Linked DNA regions of Mus musculus: region 2 is linked to region 1. Evidence: chromatin contacts called from public capture Hi-C data. All regions are on one chromosome and are shown on one strand. The core of a region is the stretch at or near the end of the contact, and the rest is flanking DNA. Distances in the headings are between cores, read along the strand shown. Region 1 holds the start of Mmp9 (matrix metallopeptidase 9). Region 2 holds the start of Slc13a3 (solute carrier family 13 (sodium-dependent dicarboxylate transporter), member 3).

Region 1 (3,638 bases), core at 861-3,360:
AGGCGTGCACCACCAGATCACGGGGACCTGAGATCATGGGCAAGTCCCTTGACTGCTCTGAGTTGAAGTTTCCTATTCCAGAAAAGCCAGAGTTACCTCCCAAACTAACCTTGTTAGCCAGGCATAGTGTGCACACCTATGACACAGCGCTTGGGAGGCAGAGGCAGGGGATGGGAGTTCAGCACAAGCCTGACTTCCAATTGGACTTTGTCTCAATAGATGGAGGGTGGGCTGGGGAAATGGCCAAGTGGGTCAGAGCATTCATTGTAGAAGCAGGAGGACCCGACTTCGGAGCTACAACATCCACGTAAACAGCTGGGTGCGGCACCTACTTGCTCACCTCCAACACTGACAGATGGAGACTCTGAGACAGGGTTACCAAGGCTTGCTGGCGGCCAGCCTGGCTGCAAATCCCTGGGCTCTTAAGTTTAGGGAGACTCTGCCTCAAAGGAACAAAAGGAAAGATGACAGAGGGGGACAGCCAACATCTCCTCTTGCCTTGGCAGTCATGGATGTGTGTCCCTGCACACACACATATGCACACACACACACAAACACACACACAAACACACACACACAAACACACACACACACACACACACACACGCACACACACACACTAAAACAAATTAACAAACAAAAACAAGGACTAGGAACAGCTCAGTTGTAGAGTACTTGCCTAGCATGTGTGAGACCCTAGAGGCTTGGGCATACACACACACACACACTCATACACAGACACAGACTCACATATGGACACACACACAGTCTCACACATATGGGATAGCAATATATAGGAGAGTTTTGTAGAGAGCGTATCACAACGTCCAACACAATAAATCAAAAAAGTGAATGATCACTGCGGCCTGGAGGTGAAATGCCTTGCCCAAGGTGGTTGGGAAATGACGAGGTTGGGAAATGGTAGACCCAGAACTGCAATTCAGTGCTGGAGCTCACCAGTGAGAAGCATCTAAGAGAAGCTTGGGAGAACACCCAGCTCTCTCTCTCCGGCTCACAGGTCTGTTCGTTGGGAAGCACATGAAGGTCTGGGCACACAGGAGGCTTAGTCAGAACAGCTTGCTGAAGACAGATCAAGGCCCTGCTCCACCATGGTGGCAGGCGAGGAGGATGGAAGGCCGGGGGCTGCCGGCTGTTGGCAAGACTGTGCCAAAGCTTTCCTGAGTGGAGCAGGGCAGGGCTGGAGGAGGGGAAGGGTCCATGACGATCTCACAGCTCGGGAGAGGAAGGTGTTTGCCCCATCCAGGTCACCCCAAGGCTTAGAGCCAAGACCCCAGTCTCCTAATTTCCAATCACAAACCTGACACCATCAACTGAGGTCTCGTGAACACTGCTGAAAGTGGTTTTTCTGTGTTTCGAGAGTCTCATTTTATCCTCAGATCAATATAGGGACAAAGGCTTGAGCGACAAAGGGTCTGTTTTTGTTCTTTAAACAGAAGAGGAAGGATAGTGCTAGCCTGAGAAGGATGAAGCTTCTGCTTGCTCCCACATGTGTGTGTCCCCCCGCCCCCCAGGCTCATCTTTCCTTCCCCAAGGAGTCAGCCTGCTGGAGCTAGGGGTTTGCCCCATGGAATTCCCCAAATCCTGCCTCAAAGAGCCTGCTCCCAGAGGCCAGGAGAGGAAGCTGAGTCAAAGACTCTATCAGGGGGCGGGGATGAGAGGATAGAACCTACAGTGTGGGGATGGGCTCCAGGCTGCACTCTGGCCAGGGAGGGGGTGTCTCAGAAGCCCAAGGAAGAGGGGTCTCGGGCCTCAGGTCTCCCAGTCTTTTACTGGGCTGATCAGTCAGGGCCGTCAGACCTAGGGCTAGGTGAATGCCCCATCCTGCACACCCTCCTTCCCTTTCCCACAAAGTCTGCAGTTTGCAGAAACTAAACCCTGAGTTCTGTGGTTTCCTGTGGGTCTGGGGGTCCTGCCTGACTTGGCAATGGGGGACTGTGGGCAGGGCATAAGGGAGGGGGTAGTGTAAACACACACACACACACACACACACACACACACACACACACACACACACACACGCTGAGTCAGCATAAGCCTGGAGGGGAGGGGCGGGGTCACTGATTCCGTTTTACTGCCTCTTTAAAATCTCTGCAAAGGCAGCGTTAGCCAGAAGCTGCGGTCCTCACCATGAGTCCCTGGCAGCCCCTGCTCCTGGCTCTCCTGGCTTTCGGCTGCAGCTCTGCTGCCCCTTACCAGCGCCAGCCGACTTTTGTGGTCTTCCCCAAAGACCTGAAAACCTCCAACCTCACGGACACCCAGCTGGCAGAGGTAGACAGATGGCTCGGTGGATAGCTGAGAAGGGCTGGTCAGGAAGATGTCCCCCTCTCCCAAGGAATGGGGCCTCAGATATGCTTTCTGGATTTGGGGGTGATGGGCATGTCTGCCAGGGTTAGGCAGTAGGGGGTAGGTGGTCTGGAGGCTCTGGGCAGATTCGGGTCTGTTGGAGGGACAGATTGGGTTCGGCTTCGAAGGGTTGTGACATGGCGCAGGTTGGCAGTGAACAGTTAAACTCTAGTGGGGCTGAGGGGTAGGCATGGTTTATATCATCTGAGGTCGAGGTGTGATGCTGTCCTCAGGATAGGGGAATTCTAGCTGTGTAGGAAGAACTGGTGTCCTGGCCGTAGAGTCCCTAAGCATGTGGCCCAGAGGTCCAGAGCCAAGGTGCCAGAACTCTGTGATGTCTCTGCCCCTTCCTCCATCCACAGGCATACTTGTACCGCTATGGTTACACCCGGGCCGCCCAGATGATGGGAGAGAAGCAGTCTCTACGGCCGGCTTTGCTGATGCTTCAGAAGCAGCTCTCCCTGCCCCAGACTGGTGAGCTGGACAGCCAGACACTAAAGGCCATTCGAACACCACGCTGTGGTGTCCCAGACGTGGGTCGATTCCAAACCTTCAAAGGCCTCAAGTGGGACCATCATAACATCACATACTGGTGAGATGTCGGGCTAGAAGCAGGTGCCTGGGTGGGACTGGAGGCCAGTTTGCACCTCCGGTTAGCTGAACACAAGGGATCCTTAGCAATACAAGTTCCGAGAGAGGCTGCAGCCCTGTGTGTTTTGAAGCGATCGTGGTGTAGCTGCTGCCCCGCCCACCCCCATTTGTAATCCGTGCATGCCCGATCCCCCATCGACGCTGGCTTTTCACCTCCAGGATCCAAAACTACTCTGAAGACTTGCCGCGAGACATGATCGATGACGCCTTCGCGCGCGCCTTCGCGGTGTGGGGCGAGGTGGCACCCCTCACCTTCACCCGCGTGTACGGACCCGAAGCGGACATTGTCATCCAGTTTGGTGTCGCGGGTGAGAATTCCCGGGCTGGGCAGGCTATGGGAGGGACGACCACGGACAGAGTAGAAGGGACAGCAGATCTGTCCGCTCTTATGCCTGCCCCACAATCCCTAGTCGCTGCTTCCACAAATGACCTCCCCCAACCCCCAGCGGCTTTGGAGTCGCAGTCACCTCTTCTCAAAGTCTGGTGCGCTGCTCAGCGGGAGACACAGTCGCTTTCAGTCTCTTGCCCTTAAAGAGAGCAAAGTGTTGCTGATTGAGTCCCTTCCTCTCCGATGGCCTCTTGCAGAGCACGGAGACGGGTATCCCTTCGACGGCAAGGACGGC
Region 2 (3,391 bases), core at 254-2,753, 520 kb after region 1:
GTGGCTGCCCCATCCAGTTAGACCCAAGGTGGGACTGTCCCTGTCTTGGCACGACCTCACCCGAAACCCATGCTGGTGGGTCTGCTTTTGTGATTTTTGCCTCTGGGGTAGAGCACACAGCAACCATGGTCCCTGCAGGCATAAGGTTCCTATGCATCCACCGTCCCTATCCAGACATCTGTTGGCCACAAGACTGATGTCCTGGCTTGACCTTCCACCTTTTCCTGAGCCGATCACTCTAGCCTCAACCGACCGCAACACTGATTCCCAAAAGTAAAGAGACGGTCATCTCATTTTAAAGCCAAGGAAAGTGAAACCTGGACAAGGAAGGGAGCCGGGGAGCCCCCAGGCCAGTTGCTCGCTCGTCCAGGGCCCCATTGGCCTTGGCAAGAGTGACCTACTCCTTCTGAGGTCATTTATTTGCTCTCTTCAATGTCAACAGAGTCTGACGGGCTAGATAGCTGAGAACTAAAGGACTTGCTGTGCACGGCCAGCCTGGGGTCACCGTTCCTTGTCAGGCACGCAGGAGCCCTTCTGCAGCAGGCTGCTCCCTGGGGCTCTGCTGCCTGTCACATATTAAAGGACACCATCACCTCTCCTTTATTTTGTGACCATCGGCTAGCTCACTCAGCACTGTTGTGATGTGGCCAAGTACCTTCTGGAAGAAGCCACTTAATGTGATGGGCCTCGTGCCCTTCAGGAAGTCCTGATGGGCTGGACACAGGTGCTGGTCCCTAGGAACTCACTCCAGCCTTCTCTCTAAGAGAACTGGACTCTGGGAACAGCAAAGGCCCTGGGCTCTCAGATGTGGGCACTCAGGGATTTCCCATTGGGAGTCACCCATGAGAGTGTCCCCTGCTGTCTCTAAGCCTTAGTTGACCCAGCTTGAGTGGGGAGGGGAGGTGTTCTGAAGGGAATTTTTTCAGGGGTGACACAGGACAGGTGACACCTCTCCTAGGAAGCACTCAGGAAGGTGTAGTTCTCCAGTCATTGAGCAACTGCTACAGAGCAAAAGCAGTTAGCACCCATTTAAGACACCGACATAGACTGATTCCTTTATCTTCACCGTGAGCCTATGATGCGTTATCATATTCCCTCTTTCTGGGTAGGGGGTACGCAAACCAAAGTTCAGAGAGGTTAAGTGACTGGCGACAGGTCACACAGTTGTTCTTCGGAAAGACTGTGAAGGGCTATATACCCCAGTAGCACCAAGCAAGCCGTCAGAGCTCAAACTTTAGAAGAGTGGGAGGACCGAGAGAGGCAGACCAGGGAGAGGCAAGGAAGGGAGAAGGGGAGCGGGTGCTCCTAGGGGTAGGCAGGCTCAAGGCGGGAGGGTCTCGACCCGGGACCACCGTACCTTGGGCGGCAGGGCGAAGAGAATGGGCAGCAGAGCCAGCGGCACCAGCAGCAGCACCAGGAGGCGCCGCGCGCTCCACACCTTCTTGGCCAGCGCCGCCAGCGCCGCCATCCGCGCGATCGCTGGAGACCAGGCGGCCCGACTGCCCCTCAGCGGCCGCCGGCAGGGACCTAAAGCCCCAAGGGACGGGGAGGAGCCATGCGGAACCGCCCCGGGCCGCGCCTCCTTGGTCTGGACAAGGAGCAGGGAAGGGGCCCCAGAGCACCCCACCCGCCCCCGCGCCCCACTCTGGACTCACGTGGGAAATGGGGCAAAGCCCAGGTGGGACTAAAGGCCTCAGCACCGTCATCCCACTGTCCAACCCTGTAGGGACAGACCAAGCTACTGAGACCTCTAGTGACCGTGGTTGCAGCCTCTTCCAGACTTGGAGGTTGGTGGGGGGGTTTAAGTGAGATAGTGCTTCGTGCAAAGGGCCGGGTCACCTGTGGGTAGGAGCTTTCCCTTCTCAGTGACAGATGCCACAACCTGCTTGATATTGTGTGTGTTGGGACAGGCTCTTATTTAGCCCAAGCTGGCCTGCATCTCCCTATGCTGCTGAGGACAACCTTGAACTCCCATCCTCCTGCCACTACTTTCTGAGGGTTGGCATTATGGACGTGTGCCAACGCCCCTGGTTTCATACGGGCAGCTGCTAAGTCAGCTTAAGATCCAACCTCCACTATTTTAAGAAAATAGGGACTCTTTGGTCTTACTCTGCACTATTCACATTCCCGCTAGCAGCTCATGGGGGCCCAGCTTCTCCACATCCTCCGTGGACTGCTGAGCAGTGATGGATCAGCCGGACTCTTCTGTTTCCCAGAGATGCCTGGAAGGAACACACGGCCTTGGCCATGCAAAGCAGAAGGCACAAGGCCTGACTCTGCTTTCCGCCCTGAGTGGGTCCTCCACCCTCCTTGGGATTGCGACATGTTTCCCCACTGGCTACTGTCAATGGGACCTTGTCCTGGCTCCTGGGGCCTGAGTGGTTTCTGTGGAGAAAGGGACTTGTTGGAAAGTTTCTTGGTTTTTGTCGTTTGGAGGAGGGGGCAGGGGGGGGTTGGTTCAGAACATTGCATACACACAGCTTATAATCTATGGGCACTGCCATCTTACCAGGTCCTGTAAAATATGAGAGCCTCATTGATCCCTGTGTCCCTTTTGCTTATCATTCTTAACATTGCTGCTGCTCTGCAAACATTTGGAATCATGGCCATGCTGTGGGCATGCTTAGTCTCAACTTCAGGCTTAGAAAACCCAAGGTCTTGTTAACATGGCTGACTTCAGTCCAGCCACAGCGATGTAATACCCTCTCAAACTAGATGGAATGTGACAACCAACGAGGTCTTCCAACAACGCGTGCCCACACTCTCACATGCCTGTACACACACACACACACACACACACACACACACACACGTCATACACACACATGGAGATAGAAAGTACAGAAGAGGGGCTGGTGAGATGGCTCAGCAGGTGAAGGCACCTCCAGGCCTGGTGACCTGAGTTTGGTCCCTGGGACCCACCATAGAAGAAGAACAAAGATTCCTGTAAATTGTCCTCTGACCACCACACACAAGTATGCATTCTCTCTCTCTCTCTCCCTCTCTCTCTCTCTCCCTCTCTCTCTCCCTCTCTCTCATAATAAAATAAAAGCTACACAAGAAAGAGAGGGGAAAAGGGAAGGGGGCAGAGAGAAAGGGAGGGACCACTGTGCTAACGTCTCCCACAGTTCCACTAACAAACTCCCATGGTTTTTATCACGGTTTCCTGATGGCAGTGTCCATCTTAACCCTGGCTGTTTGGGAAGATCTCTGTGTCATGGCCTTGGTTGGGTTTGGCTCAGGGTTTCTAAGCATCCCCATCTTCTGCCAGCTGTGACATGGTCCCAACAAATGCTTCCTTCGTCCCAAGCTTTCTCCTGTGTCTCTAACCATCAGTAACACTTATGTTAGATCGCTTGGCATTAGCGTGTAAATTTTAGATTCTTCCACA

What was found. Capture Hi-C pulls out chosen DNA fragments and counts their contacts.
Region 2: a capture Hi-C map of macrophages shows a contact between it and region 1, with 4 times the contacts expected there. The contact joins the promoter of Slc13a3 here to the promoter of Mmp9 in region 1. A contact is called at or near these places in 14 of 39 promoter capture datasets (the 3T3-L1 cell line, the HPC-7 cell line, the SN4741 cell line and 7 more), 9 of 484 Hi-C or Micro-C datasets (the G1E-ER4 cell line, cerebellar granule neurons, cerebellum and 3 more), 2 of 115 datasets of contacts at active chromatin or transcription factors (embryonic basal ganglia and embryonic stem cells) and 3 of 9 other capture datasets (embryonic stem cells, macrophages and pancreatic islet).

What each region holds. Positions count from the first base shown.
Region 1 is chr2:164,946,109-164,949,746 of GRCm38.p6, forward strand. It overlaps Mmp9 (matrix metallopeptidase 9), which reads left to right and starts at 2,111. Exons shown (of 13, transcript NM_013599.4): 1 at 2,111-2,289; 2 at 2,727-2,956; 3 at 3,175-3,323; 4 at 3,601-3,638. The coding sequence starts at 2,149.
Region 2 is chr2:165,471,694-165,475,084 of GRCm38.p6, forward strand. Slc13a3 (solute carrier family 13 (sodium-dependent dicarboxylate transporter), member 3) reads right to left here and starts at 1,504. Exons shown (of 13, transcript NM_054055.2): 1 at 1,358-1,504. The coding sequence starts at 1,468.